Regions from separate parts of the Mus musculus genome. Here regions 1, 3, 4 and 5 are each linked to region 2. Evidence: chromatin contacts called from public HiCAR-type and promoter capture Hi-C data. All regions are on one chromosome and are shown on one strand. The core of a region is the stretch at or near the end of the contact, and the rest is flanking DNA. Distances in the headings are between cores, read along the strand shown. Region 1 holds the start of Txlng (taxilin gamma). Region 2 holds the start of Ap1s2 (adaptor-related protein complex 1, sigma 2 subunit). Region 3 holds the start of Reps2 (RALBP1 associated Eps domain containing protein 2). Region 4 holds the start of Rbbp7 (retinoblastoma binding protein 7, chromatin remodeling factor). Region 5 holds the start of Syap1 (synapse associated protein 1).

Region 1 (2,700 bases), core at 198-2,697, 1.1 Mb before region 2:
GAAAAATATTATTTCGTAACTTCATACAGGAGTGGCTTTTAAGATTAGTCAAATACATAATTAAGTAATATTAAATAGCTCTCAGTGGTCAAGCAGGGTGTCCAACAAGTCAAGCGGTTTCAGTATGTTCTCCTGCAAGGCAAAGGGATGGAATTTACACTTTTTCAATACCATACACCCCAGTTCTTGGTTCCTGGGCCTGAAAGCCCTGTACCCTACTCGTTGTGCAATCATTGTCAAAACTCCACCCACTGAGCTCCAGAACAAGTGGATTTCTCCCATTCTGAAAGAGATCTCGATTTTCTTGTATCCAGGGAGACACTGAAAACTCCTTGACGTGAGTCAAGTAAGGCAAGGGGAAACAAACAGTCCAGCTCTTCTCCTAGATTAAGAAAGACCAAAACCGAAGCCCAGGAGGAAACTCAAGTTTCCACTTATCAAATTAAAAAGAAAGAAAAGAAACAGAGGGTAGTGGCAGGAAGCCGGAGACAGCTATCAGAAGATGATGCTGGTTCCCCAGCATCACCACCTCATCCCCAGCCTCACACTCAAGGCAGGTCCATGATGCCCAGAGACCAAGCCCCGTTGTGGATCCCGGGAGCCCCGCGGCGTCCCCCGCGTAGCCACCCGCGCAGTGTCGCGGGGGACCGCGGGGGGGCAAGGGGAAGGGGGGAAGGGGCGAAAGGCAGCCCCGGCTTCTGCGCTGTTATCTTACTGCGCAACAGCCTCAGCTCTGAGGCCGGGGAGCACCCCGCAGCGCGCGCCCTACGCACCTGCCCAACACGGAGAGGGCTACCCCGTACCCCGATAAGCCCCCACCCCCACCCCGTCACCTCCTTGGGCAGCGGAGTCCCAGTGCCCGGTGACCACACAGGCTGAAGACTCAACACCCGGGGCAGCACCCGCCGCACGTGGCTGTCACACCTGGAGCGCCCCTGCCTAGCACCCCTTCACCCTCTCAGACCGGGGTCCACCATGTCCTCCCTCAGCCCCCTACTAGGCGTAGTGTCCCCAAGTCCCAACCACCGTCCCTTCTCACCAGATCCATTTCAGTCACAACCACCCCGCACCTGCTCCCCAACTATCGTCACTCTTCTGAAGGAAAAGGGGGAACGGGCCGGATGTTCGTCCCGTAGCTAAAGGTAAAGGGGTAAGTGAAGAGGTGAACCCCAAAAAGGGTAACCCAATCATCCCCGCGACCCAACCACAACGAAGGCGTCCCCTCCACTGACCTTCTGCGGGGGGCTACGTCGCCGTCCGCCCCGTCCGCCCTCACTAGCCTCCTCAGTACCGCCGCCTCTTCCTCGCGTTACCTCCTCAAGCCGAGTCGCCATGAGGTGACGGCAGCAGCCAAACAAGCGGCTGGACCAGGGGCACGGAACCTCTCAGGGGCTTCAGCCCCGCCCCCTTTACACCCCAACCAATCGTAGCGTGAGAGTCTTCTCACGTGACCGGAGGAGGTTGGCTCCTGAGGAAAGGCAGTTTGTTGGGGGTGGGGAGCGTAAAATTTTGGGCTGGGCTTCTGTTAGGGCCGAAGGGCAGACAGAGGCCGCTGGAGTCTGCGCGGACCGGGAAAGGGAGTAGACTACGAGTCCCAGAAGAATGTGCGGCCCCGGCGTCCAGCCATGAATCCGGATAGGAGCGTCCTGGGGGAAGAGTACCCGCTGTGCTGAGTGTGCAGCCTTCTGGGGCTTGTAGTCTCTGAGCGGCAATGTCGCGGTACCGGAAAGTAGTCGTTATTAACCTACAAGAAAAGTTTTAAAATCTTCCAGAGTTTGAGAAGGAATAGAATCAGAGACACTTCTTTGTGGTTTTGCTTTTTTTGCTCTTCTTCATAATTGTGCAAGTATAATTTGAGAATAAGAGACTCTTTTAACTTCGCTATTTTCGAGGTGGGAGATGCAGTCTCAGAATTTGGAACATTGGACACTTGCCCAGAGTACAGCCTCTCTACCAGAGTTCTCCCCAAGGTTTAACTGTCCAGAGTTCCTTTGGGCTGGAAGCCTATTCACCTTTGCCCAACTGATCTGGCTTCAAGTACAGTTCTCCATGTTAGTTCAAGATTAATTCGTATTTAAAATGTCTTGCTTTTTGCACCATATGTTTTGCTAATTAAAAATATCACGAACTCTGTTTACTAAAACAGTTATTTTTTTCTTGATATGTTAGAGAAGGTCACTCAGAAATATCCCCTGTTTTCTATTTAATGGAACCAGATCCTTAGTGGCCTAGTGTCTAGAAGTCACTGACCATCACAAAATCCGGAATTGAAATAATTCACTATGAAAATCTGTACAAATATACTTTCCTACAGTTGAACACAAAACAGTGATACCAGGAGCCAAAACTTAAATAACTTGAGGGACTGAAAATTTCAAATGAGCAAATTCTTAGGAGAAAATAGGGTTGGTTTTGTTATTAATGTTGTTTGGGGGTTTTATTGTTATTTTTTTTTTTTGTGGTGCTCATTATCAAACCACGGATCTCATACATACAACACCTGCACTCAACCACTGAACTACACTCCAGCTCAGTTCAGTTGAAGAAATTCTTTTTTTTTTTTTTTTTTTTTTTTTTTTTTGGTTTTTTTGAGACAGGGTTTCTCTGTGTAGCTCTGACTGTCCTGGAAGTCACTCTGTAGACCAGGCTGGCCTTGAACTCAGAAATCCACCTGCCTCTACCTCCCAAATGCTGGGATTA
Region 2 (2,700 bases), core at 9-2,508:
GGTTCTTTACATTAAGTAAACACAGCTTCGCTAAAAGTGTAGCATCTTTTTTTTCTTACATTAGTTAATTTACAATTCCTGTTTAGTAATCTCTGCAAAGAAAGGCATGCCCAATGAATACTCTGTTCTGGCTTTTGTTGTAGGGACAGAGGTGACAGTAGTAATGAGTAGCATTTGACAGGGGAAATCCATGGCTGTCCAAGCAAGGTCACCTAATCCTGTGGATCTCCATTCCCCTTATCTATAAAAGATGAGTTGAACTCGATGATCCATCCATTCCACCATTCAAATAAAACACAGACATCCATCATACGCCCAGACTAAGTCAACATTTCAGCTTTTTAACAAGTCTATCATCATTTTATAATTTTATTAGACAACTCACATTTATCAGTAGTGTTAAAACCAGGCAGAGAACTAGGTTGTTAAACGAATAAAATCCAAGGTGCGCTAAACAGAAGCATGTGGGTAAAAGAGGAATTCGTTGTTCCGGGGCTTTAGGGTGAGGCTTTATAGATGTGACATTAGAGGAAGGACATGCCAAGGCGAGCGAGTCATCAGCCAAGGCTAAACTGGAACCCGGGATGGGGAAGGTGCGGGCGAGACCGTGAGAAGGAAGCGGGATCTAAAAGGACTAAGCGCTGTCTGGATTTTTTTTTTTTTTTTTTTTTTTTTTTTTTTTTTTTTGCAGCAGAGAGCGGACTACAACTCCTCCAGTCCGCCGCACTGCTGGGGGAAGCAAGCCCTGAAGAGAGGCTCTAGCAAAGCTTGTGGCGAGAAATGTCTAGGTTAGCTGGGGCTGGAAAGGAGGGGCCTCCCTGCAAACGCGGGCACGAGCACCGCGACAGCGCTGACTTGTTTTCCCCTGAGTTGCAGCACTCCTGTCCTTGGCTCCCACCATCATCGCCGACTGTCACACCTCCCCGCCCAACCCTCTGGAGACCCACGGAGTCACTGGCGCTCGGAATCAGCCCCTTTGCGGTGCGGACCATCCTTTAGCCTGCACCACGGGGTCAGCTAAGGGCGCCGCGGAGCCCCATCACCCTGCCACGGAAGGAGCCAGGACAGCCGCGCGCGCCGCGTCCCGGCAGCACAGCCCGAAGTACGCAAGCGCGCTGGCCACAGCCTAGGCCGCTTCCGGGTCACGTGGCCAGACTTCCGGCCCTCGCCACGCCTACCCTGCGGTTATTTGACCAATCGGCTTCTCGTTCTTGCCGGCAACAGCGCTCACTCTAGAGGCGGTTGGCGCCCCCTCGGCAGCTTGGCGCGCGGTCTCCGGTCCGCCTCTCCGCTCGCCGCAGCCCGGGCTCCTCCTCCGTCCAGCCTCCAGGGCGGGATCTGTCGGCTCGCCCTACCCTCGCAGCCTAAGCCTGCCCTCCACCAGACGGGTCCCCTCCCCGCGGCACCACGGCTTCCCTTCCACAGCACGGCGACGGGGGCTTCCCCTCAGCAGCTGCCGGCGCCTCAGTCTCCGCGGCCAGCCCAGCTCCGCCGCGTCCGCGGCCCGCCGCCGCCGTAAGTGCTGAAGGAGTCCGCTGAGCTGGCAGGGATGGAAAGAGGGAGTGATGGCTGGGACGCGCCCCCCGCCGCCCCGTGAGCGCCCCGACGACCCCACCCCGAGTCCTCCCGGGGCGCCGCGCCCCGAAACTCACTTCTGCCGGCGGTAGCGCTCCGCTCTCCACTCGGCAGCGCGCCGGTGATGCAGGGGAACCGGTCCTAGGTTCCGCGGGGACCCCGCGGCACCTGTGGTTCGCTGATCGCCTCAAGTTTGACGGGGCGTTTTGGGGAGGGGCTGGGGTGACGGCGACCGAGGACTTGGCGCCCCTGGCGGGCCAGCGGATGCCATTGTCTCTGCTCCACTCCTTGCCGGTCACCTCGCCCAGCTTTGGGTACTGATGGAGTGTAGTCCCGGGAGGAGGGGAGGCGTCCGAGACTGCGGGACCCCAGGGATGCTGGACCAGAGCCCACTCCAAGGCTGAGCTCATTGTTGGGTTTTTTGTTTTGTTTTGTTTTGTTTTTGTTTTAATACCAATCTGGAGAAATTGTTGTCCCGGGATTTGCGGCAAAAATCAAAGCGAGGGAAAAGGAATACTTGTGCCGCGGGTTTCGTCCCATGTTAGCACATCATTTGTTTTGAGGAAAATGCTTGGTTTCTTCGTCCTCCAAAGTGGTAGGGCGGATACTGGACCCCGCTACAGATAGCCTAGAGCACACCCCAGTCATTAGCAAACCATCTCTCCTGGTCAAGATTTAAGAAAACCGATCGGTCCCTTCCCCAAGTTCTGATAACGGTTTGCGTTCAATGTCCAGTTCTTTCGATGCCGTTCTTTTCGATGCCGCTGTCTTCAGGACTTACAAGGGTGGCACTTTGCTCTCAATGAATTATATAGTGTTGTGTGGGGTAATAGCCAATTTTAACTTTATTAAAGTTAAATGGCTACGCCATAAATATCCGGATGTTTTCTTGATGCCTTTTTGGGATATTGCGAGGTGGATTTCCTGTCTAGAGCCAATTTGATTTTATATTAGTTACGTAAATTCCTCCTCCGGGTGTTCAAATTTAAGGTTGTGTGGTGAATATTAAGAATCGCCCTTGGGTGGATCTTACTTGCACTGTCACTGTTAAAGGAACTTAAAAAGGTTAAAACAAAACACCTATCCAAATTTTACCTTCAAATTAGCTTTACAATACAGCTCGCT
Region 3 (2,700 bases), core at 170-2,669, 1.3 Mb before region 2:
AAACCGTCAGTACTTCCTAGGAACTACATTTTAAAGCATTTGCTCACCACTGTAAATATTCCATTGTTGCTAATAACTTTCACACTATTGCTTTTTAAGTATAGGTTCACATTTAGGGCTTGATATTAACAATATGATCCCCATTTACTGCTGGTAACATCAACCGACAGACAAAGGGCTTCCCAAGCAATTTCTCCAAGCCTCGAGGAAAGCACAAAACAGCACCTGCAGTGAATCACTCCTCCCTCCTTTCCAGGTACGGGGCAGACAGACAGAAGCTATGACACCGTCTGTTTCGTAACTCCACGTCAAAGTCAAGTGACAATAAGATGACAAACTACAGCTGTAGACTTCTGAATCCACCCCTGGACCCAAATGGGGAACTTACTTTGAACTTGATCAATGTTCCTATCTTGTAGCCCTGAGTCCCTGTTCTACAATTGGGCTTTAAGGTTTTCCAGTTCTATACTAATAATCAGAAATACATTAGTGAACAAATCTATGTAGCAGATATGTACATATCACAAGTATAAAGGACAACATGTAGCTGTAGGCCCAGAGCCTACAGACACACATGTACACACCCTTCAAGTTCAAATCCCAACAAGGCACCCCGAGAGTGTAGTCAACAAAGGGAGGGGCAGGAGCAAGGAACAGAGGTTAAAGCAAACAGCAGCCAAAACAAACATCACTTTCGGAACAGGGCAAACTTTGGGTCTGGGAGATTGTAGAACCCCCAGATATGATAGGGGTGTCAGACTTTCTCAAGAGACGAAGAGCACAGCCAAGCACTAGGCTAGGAGCAGATGAGCTGCAGAGGAGGCTGGTGTCCCTGGGGACAAGGGCGTCGCCGCCATCCTCGGCAAGAGAGCACCCCCCTTTTTTTTTTTTTTTTTTTTTTTTTTTTTTTGCGGTCCTGGCCACCGCCCTCCAGATCTCCGGGAATAGTCCCTGGGAATAGTCGTTGTTGCCCCATTCTTCCCATAGACACTGCCCCCACAGACCAGAGAGGGATAAAAGAGCGCAGAGACATACCTGGTGCAATGTCTCTGGTGGCAGCTGCGACGCTCGAAACAGATCAGCTACTGGACCAGCGGCCGCAGTGGCAGTGCCGGGGGCGACCCTGGTAGCCTCGGGGGGACCAGGTCCGGGGCCCCCGCTTGCAGCGCCCGCACAGCGCGCGAAGAGCTCAGAGTAGCACTGCTGCTCGCTATCGCTCAGCAGCAAAGGCGGCCCGGCGCCGCAGCCTCCGCCCGCTGCCACTTCCATAGGGCCTTCTGTAGCGTCCGAACCGACCGCCTTCCCTGGCCGAGGTGCTGGTGCTGCCGCCAGGGCCACCACCGCCGCCTCGGCCTCCGAAGCCGCCGCCCCCACGCCCCGCAGCTGCAGCGCCGCCGCTTCCTCCAAGAGAGCGCCGGCCCCGCCCCCTCCGGGCTTGAATGTTGTGCCTCCTCTGCGCGGCACATGGAGACAGGCGCGGCGCTGACCAATCACAGCCCGAAATCCCACCTGGGCCCCTCCCCGAAAGCCCGCCCCGCTCCGCCCCTTCGCCAGGTAAGGAACGCAACTCTGGCTGCCGCCCTCCCAAGCCTTTCACCTGCTCTGCAAGGGAGGCCAGGCAGAGAGAGCTGCTGCCAACGCCCACCTAGCCCACCGTGTTCCTGAGGGGCATCTTGGGCTCTCCACCCTGGCTAAGAAGGGAACATCTGGACACACACACAAGAAAAAGAGTTTTTCAGGGGATGGGGAAAACTGAGATGTTGTCTCATTAGGAGTCCCATAGGGATGTGGTGTCCAATTAGAAAAAGGACCAGTCACAAAAAGTTGGATTTCCCTTCCTCCTATGTCCTGAAAAGCTAAAAAAAAAAAAAAAAAAAAACAACCAAACAAACAAAAACAAAGATGTGAATGGGGTCCCAGCAGCACCCCAGAGATGATGGGGTTTGGCCACTTTCTCAGGTATGGCTGGGATCTGGATTTGAACCTTACTGAGAAGTGCCAGAAGGTATTTCTTGAAGAAGGTACTTCAGAAGGTCCTTGAGAAAGAAGTGGGAAGAGGCGTTTTGGGGTTTTGTTTGTTTGTTTGTTTTTCAGATATGAGGTCCATTATGCTCCACTGCTTGACTGAAATCTGGGAAACAGTTGGTGAGAGACACTATCTGGAAAATTTATGCTTCTTAAGTCCTGAAAGTACTGACCTCTGTAACACAGAGTCCTCACTTTCTGGAAGGATTTTTTTATTTTCTTATTTTTTTTTTTTTAGACAAGGTCTTTTCTTAAGACATCTGGCTCAGAAAACACTTCTTTTGGCAGGAAAACAACAGTTTTTTACATTTTGTCCAAAATTTATTTGTCCAAGTTCCTACCAAAAAAGTCAACACTGGAACTCAGAACTTTAAAACCCAGTGTGCGTGTGCGTGTGCGTGTGCGTGTGTGTGTGTGTGTGTGTGTGTGTGTGTGTGTGTGTGTGTGTTCAAATGGGCTTCTTCCCTGATGGCTATTGCTCTAGCCAAAAGTGTGGTGGTTCTTGTTTGTAACCTTAACACTAGGAGGCTGGGGCAGGGGAATGACCAAAATTTTGAATCTACTCTAGCTACACTGTGAATTACAAGCTAGCCTGCAAAAAAAAGGGGGGGGGATCCACAAATAATATACTAGAAGAAAAACGTCTGCCCCACAACAGTGTTGAAAATGTCAGTT
Region 4 (2,700 bases), core at 21-2,520, 1.1 Mb before region 2:
GGAGGGAGGGCGTTATAATAATGAATTGTACCACATGGGAAAACAAGAGACCCAAGACAGTAAATTTCTATATAAGGGAACGTGACTGTTTCTGTCACATACTAGAGTAACGTCTGAGTTGGTTTCTCGATCAGAAAAGAGAGCATCCTCGAGGCCTCTGCATGGTTGCGTTTAAGCATGAAGGCACTTGGAAAGCTATCAAGGGAACAAATGTTCCGGGGGTGTTTCTGCAAGGAGAGCCTCTGAGTTTAGATGTAGACTGTGGTTCCCTTTAAGCGTAGGCGCCTGGGCCCCTCTGCTCTGGCCCTCTTTTTCTCCCTGGGATCATGTGGCTTTCTCTTCACCCCCCCCCCCAAGGCTAAAAAGCTTCAGAGAAATGCAGAGCTCAGGTATGCAGGCCTAGATTAGCCCAGCCCAGCTCTCTCCAGTTCAGCAGCCAGCTGCAGGGTCAAAATGGGACCCCTTCAGGTGACAAGAATGACTCAGCAGGGGCCTAGGCAGGAACTGAGATAGGGAAGCAGTGGCAGGCACAAAATCCCCTGCAGCAGCAGGAAGCTAAAGAACCAGTAGGTTAAGGACGCACAAAGGTGAACATACAAAAAGTCATTTAAGTCAACTTTCGACGAGGGGCGGATTGAAGGCCTGCGCCATCGCAGGCCTTAAATAAAGGTCTGCCCAGCTTCTGGGAGAAAAAAGAAAAACCCGCCCAAGGTCTCTCCTAAAGGTCCCTTTCGCTTATGACAAATGTCACCAGAGCTCGACTGGGCCCTCGATACAGTTGAATGGGGGAGCCTTTGAGGGGTGCAGAAAACTGCGTGGCCGTGATTATCTGGGAGACTTTGCGGGCAGTGTAATCTCTCGAGACCAGGAAACCATTTTCCTCACTGGCTCTGAGATTTTGCTTTGCTAAGGCGGCTGCAGCTTCCCTGCCCCCCTCGCACACCCCCGCCGCCGCCGCCGCCGCCGCGGCTGCTGCTTTAAGCAACCACGCCCCGCGGGCCCCAGGCTTCTTGGCCCTGGGGCTCGCAGCCCCCGCGCAGCCTGCACACCGCGCTCGCATCCGCCCCACCCCCGCGCGGGCCCAGCCGCCCCCGCGGCCAGCCTGGGGAGTGACGCCTCGCGCCTGCGCCTCGCCGACTTCCTGCCGCGGAACGCCCCACCCACTCTCGAGAAGCCCACCCCCGGAGAGCGCGTCAGACCCTCCCGTCGCACGCTATTGGTCCAAGCCGCCGAGCCGTTGGCTCCCAGGCCCGCCTCTTCTCCGCCTCTCCAATTTCCCAGGGCGGCTGCGCCTGCGCTCAGCTGCCTGGGCGGGCTGAGAGGCGCGGGTTGAAAAGTCTCGTTCCAAGTTTGGCGAGAGGGAGAGAGAGGAGAGCGGCTCAGACCTCGCTACCCGCCAGCGGGGAGGAGGCAGAAGAGGAGATCGCGGCGTCTGGGGGGAGAACCCAGACGGCCAGACCGAACTCAGGCTTTTCCGAGCGAGGACTGCGTGACGTGCCTGGGAGAGGCAAGGAGCGCCTGCCGGGCTGCTCTTGACTAGCGAGAGAGAAGTCCGAGGCGGCCAAGGGGGGCGAAACGACCCGACGCAAGATGGCGAGTAAAGAGAGTAAGGATGCCTGCCCTGTGGGGCGGGCGGGCGTGCGGGCGCCGGGACTCCGGGGGGCTGGCGGGCTCCCGAGGCCTCGGCACGCGCTGACGAAAGGCGCGAATTGGCGTGAGGAGCAGGGGGCGGGGCTGGGCGCGAGACTCGCCGCGCGCCTGCAAGGGGGCCTGCGCGACACGGGGCCTGGTCGCCGCCGAGGGCCGGGAGCATTTCCGGAGCCGGGCGCGGGGGCCGAGAGAGAGGCCCCCCTTCCCCCACCCCCACCCCCACCCCGCGGCCTAGCTCCCTCCGACGCCCTTGGCTCGGGGGCGCAGGCGCTCGCGGCCCGAGAAGTCAGCGGCGGGCGCGGATTCTTCCGTGCGCGTGGTCGTCGTCCGTCTGGGGTCGCGGCCCGTGTCCGTGTCGGGAGGGGGGGGAGGAGCTGGATCCCGCCGGACTATGGCTGCCGATCGTGGCTTGGTGGGGAGCTGGGGCCTCCTGCGAGGGTGGGGGGTGGAGGGAGCAGGCCTGTGGGCTGCTGCTGTTCCACGTGGATTGGATCTATTCGAGTGGGTCGGGGCACCGGTTTACAATGCGGATCATCGTAGAACAGGTGCGAGCGGCTATAAAAAGGCTGACGAGCTCGGTGGTAGGGCAATTAATGACCCAATTCGGGTAAGCGCCGGAATCCCGATCTTGGAAGTGGAGGCGAAAACGCTTCCTGATGTTGATCTTCTCACTTTGTGGGAGAGCAGTTCGTGTGAGCAGGATAGGTAAAAGGAAAGAATAGATAAGGTGTGGCCGTCTCGAGGTGACCTCCAGGATCCGTAGCCATGCCTTTGACTCCGAGCCTTCTCAGCCACTTAATTGTGGGCTTTCTCCAAATTTCAGTGTTTGAAGATACTGTGGAGGAGCGTGTCATCAACGAAGAGTATAAAATCTGGAAGAAGAATACACCGTTTCTGTATGACCTGGTTATGACCCATGCTCTTCAGTGGCCCAGTCTTACCGTTCAGTGGCTTCCTGAAGTGACTAAGTAAGGGTTTCTGCCAACTTCTATTTTGTGTAGATTTAAGTACCATGTTAAATTTCTAGGTATTGTTAATGTTATTTTACAC
Region 5 (2,700 bases), core at 186-2,685, 1.0 Mb before region 2:
TTCTCTTATGTTTACTTCTGCTTAGGGCCCACCTCCCCCCAAATCACATTCTTTAACTATGTAAGCCTGCCAAAGTCTCTCGAGAATTAATACAGCAGGTATTTATATTCTTAAGAACTACTGTTTGTTCAACTGGATAATAAAATTGGAAAGTGAAATCAGGTAGATTTTTGGCTCAAAATCTACTTGTACTACTATCAGTAAAACGCTGGACTTGTTTCCCCAACCCCTTGGGGATTGTGAATAGATGAAATGAGGGATTTATTATTCACCAAAGATCTAGCACTGGAACTTGAGTATAGCAGACAATTGGCACCTTCTTTCCCACCTTAAGGGAAAAAGGTCCTGCTGAAAGGGGAAAAGAAAAAAAAATACTGATCGCGAAGCGACAGGGAAGCAGAGGTGAGAGGATCAAGGTCATCCTTGACTTTATGGCAAGTTCGAAACCATCTAGGGCTGATTGAGACCCTGCTTCAAAAAAATCAAAAGAAGGCATGAATGACTATGGCTCGAGTAACTTTTTTTTTGGACAGGGTTTCTCTGTATAGCCCTGGCTGTCCTGGAACTCACTCTGTAGACCAGGCTGGCCTCGAACTCAGAAATCTGCCTGCCTCTGTCTCCTGAGTACTGGGATTAAAGGCGTGAGCCACCACCACGGCTCGAGTAACTTAACGAAGTTACTTTAGACAATACCTTTCAGTCCTTTCTTGGGACAAAAGGCATTTTTCTAAACCAATTCTAGCTGGGAGTCAGAGTTGGAGATTCAAATGAACGTTTTCAAGTTGAACAAACCGAATTCCTTGTCAAAACCCTGAAGACAGCAGCACACTGATCGCTTTCCGGCTTCCCAAGTTTACAAACTTTGCAGGAAAGCGACAAGTCCTTAGGCACGTCGAGGAGATGAAGTGACTGCTTGGTGAACTTTGGCGTTGTCCAGCTCCTTAGCCAACTAGCCCATGTCAGAGAGGACCGTCCCCCTCCTCGTACATCAACATCCCCGCGTCCCCTCCCAGTCCACTCTCAGGTCCCAGAGAGAACTCACTGCCAAGGCCTTTGGCCTGGTGGAGGAACTGTGGGTCCTCCGTCGGCGGCTGCTGCTGCTGCTCCTCAGTGGGCTCCACGGGCCGCTCGGGGCTCTCCTCAGAAGGCGCGGCTCCCGCGGACAGCTTGTCCCCGTCCCGGCTGGGAGGCTCTTCTCCCTCCGCCGCCGCCCCCTCGGGCGGCTTCAAGCCCAGCCAACTGCTCAACCCTCCGAACATCCCGCCCGCGGGGTCACCGCCGCCTCTGCCGCGGTCCCCTCGCCCAAGAGCCCTGGCACCCTTAACCACTGGCTGATCCGACTCCGCTGGTCTTCGAGGGAGACTGACCGGAACCGGAGACCTCCCGAAGCTTGGCCCACCCTCTCTGACGGCGGCTCAGCTGGCCGCGCATGCGTCATGTCCGGCTAAGGCTCCGCCCCCTCTGCATCGACTCCCCGCCTCCCCGCCTCCCCGCCTCCCCGCCTCCCCGCCTCCCCGCCTCCCCGCCTCCCCGCCTCCCCGCCTCCCCGCCTCCCCGCCTCCCCGCCTCCCCGCCTCCCCGCCTCCCCGCCTCCCCGCCTCCCCGCCTCCCCGCCTCCCCGCCTCCCCGCCTCCCCGCCTCCCCGCCTCCCCGCCTCCCCGCCTCCCCGCCTCCCCGCCTCCCCCTGCTTTTGGAAAAGAGGCTAAGGGCCAAAAGGGTTTTCTCCGCTGAGCTCTTCTTGCTCTCTACCCACTTTTCTATTTTCCCCAGCTTTGTTTTTTGTTTGTTTGTTTGTTTTGTTTTGTTTTTGGCTTTTTCAAGACAGGGTTTCTCTGTGTAGCCCTGGCTGTCCTGGAACTCACTTTGTAGACCAGGCTGTCCTCGAACTCAGAAATCCGCCTGCCTCTGCCTCCCAAGTGCTGGGATTAAAGGCGTGCGCCACCACGCCCGGCTTATTTTCCCCAGCTTTATAGGTGTGTGGTTGGCATCTTTGGGGGCTCTCCTACCTGGTCTCACTTTGTGATTACCTCGAGATGACAGCCTCCTTTTTTAGGGCCAGCTGGACCGGGTTACACCCCCACCCTTGGAAAAGGAGGCCTCAAGCCTCCTCCTGAGTTTAACCCAAAGCTGGGAGTAATGCATAGTGATTTAGGCCAGCCTGGGCTACCTAAGTTCTTGTGTCAAGAGCAGAACATTAAAAAAAAAAAAAAACCTAAAGGAAAAAAGGAAGGAAATCAGCTGAGCGTGGTGGCACATGCCTTTAATCCCAGCCCTCGGGAGGCAGAGGCAGGAGGATTTCTGAGTTCGAGGCCAGCCTGGTCCACAAAGTGAGTTCCAGGACAGCCAGAAAAACCCTGTCTCAAAATACCAAAAAAAAAAAAAAAAAAAAAAGAAAGAAAGAAAGAAAGGAAATTAATTGTAAGGAAGAAGTTGGGGTGGGGTACTTATAGATTAAAAATTGGTTTACAGTGGGTAGGTAAAATGGATTAGCAGGTAAAGGTACTTGCCACCAAGTTTGGCAACCTGAGTTTGATTCCTGGTACCTATCTGATAAAACTGACCCTTGCAGGTTCTCTGTCCTCTGATCTCTACACAGGCTCTGTGACTACCTATACCATAAATAAAATTTAAAGTATTTCACACAATAGCTTAGAGAACTTACTGGGACTGAAGCTCAGTCAGTGGTAGACTGCTAAAACA

What was found. Promoter capture Hi-C pulls out the DNA fragments that hold promoters and counts their contacts. HiCAR-type assays count read pairs that join an accessible place to other places. Capture Hi-C pulls out chosen DNA fragments and counts their contacts.
Region 1: a HiCAR-type map of astrocytes shows a contact between it and region 2, with 5 times the contacts expected there. The contact joins the promoter of Txlng here to the promoter of Ap1s2 in region 2. A contact is called at or near these places in 4 of 39 promoter capture datasets (the 3T3-L1 cell line, embryonic stem cells, erythroid cells and 1 more), 1 of 484 Hi-C or Micro-C datasets (CD4 T cells), 4 of 115 datasets of contacts at active chromatin or transcription factors (astrocytes, embryonic stem cells, large pre-B cells and 1 more) and 1 of 9 other capture datasets (adipose tissue).
Region 3: a promoter capture Hi-C map of pre-B cells shows a contact between it and region 2, with 2.3 times the contacts expected there. The contact joins the promoter of Reps2 here to the promoter of Ap1s2 in region 2. A contact is called at or near these places in 1 of 39 promoter capture datasets (pre-B cells) and 1 of 115 datasets of contacts at active chromatin or transcription factors (microglia).
Region 4: a promoter capture Hi-C map of pre-B cells shows a contact between it and region 2, with 6 times the contacts expected there. The contact joins the promoter of Rbbp7 here to the promoter of Ap1s2 in region 2. A contact is called at or near these places in 5 of 39 promoter capture datasets (cranial neural crest, hippocampal neurons, liver and 1 more), 3 of 484 Hi-C or Micro-C datasets (CD4 T cells, CD8 T cells and regulatory T cells), 2 of 115 datasets of contacts at active chromatin or transcription factors (embryonic stem cells and pro-B cells) and 2 of 9 other capture datasets (adipose tissue and liver).
Region 5: a contact with region 2 is called in a promoter capture Hi-C map of liver, with 6 times the contacts expected there. The contact joins the promoter of Syap1 here to the promoter of Ap1s2 in region 2. A contact is called at or near these places in 3 of 39 promoter capture datasets (cranial neural crest, maxillary cranial neural crest and pre-B cells), 6 of 484 Hi-C or Micro-C datasets (B cells, CD4 T cells, CD8 T cells and 3 more), 7 of 115 datasets of contacts at active chromatin or transcription factors (the 230-238 cell line, cardiomyocytes, embryonic stem cells and 3 more) and 2 of 9 other capture datasets (adipose tissue and liver).

The regions. Positions count from the first base shown.
Region 1 is chrX:162,828,007-162,830,706 of GRCm38.p6, forward strand. It overlaps Txlng (taxilin gamma), which reads right to left and starts at 1,448. Exons shown (of 10, transcript NM_178935.5): 1 at 1,233-1,448. The coding sequence starts at 1,334.
Region 2 is chrX:163,907,759-163,910,458 of GRCm38.p6, forward strand. Ap1s2 (adaptor-related protein complex 1, sigma 2 subunit) reads left to right here and starts at 1,259. Exons shown (of 6, transcript NM_001290379.1): 1 at 1,259-1,515. Gm52456 (predicted gene, 52456) reads right to left here and starts at 1,773. Exons shown (of 2, transcript NR_165469.1): 1 at 1,653-1,773; 2 at 352-1,540.
Region 3 is chrX:162,642,239-162,644,938 of GRCm38.p6, forward strand. It overlaps Reps2 (RALBP1 associated Eps domain containing protein 2), which reads right to left and starts at 1,420. Exons shown (of 18, transcript NM_178256.4): 1 at 1,036-1,420. The coding sequence starts at 1,269.
Region 4 is chrX:162,759,102-162,761,801 of GRCm38.p6, forward strand. It overlaps Rbbp7 (retinoblastoma binding protein 7, chromatin remodeling factor), which reads left to right and starts at 1,271. Exons shown (of 12, transcript NM_009031.3): 1 at 1,271-1,606; 2 at 2,474-2,618. The coding sequence starts at 1,591.
Region 5 is chrX:162,887,027-162,889,726 of GRCm38.p6, forward strand. Syap1 (synapse associated protein 1) reads right to left here and starts at 1,436. Exons shown (of 9, transcript NM_025932.2): 1 at 1,043-1,436. The coding sequence starts at 1,259.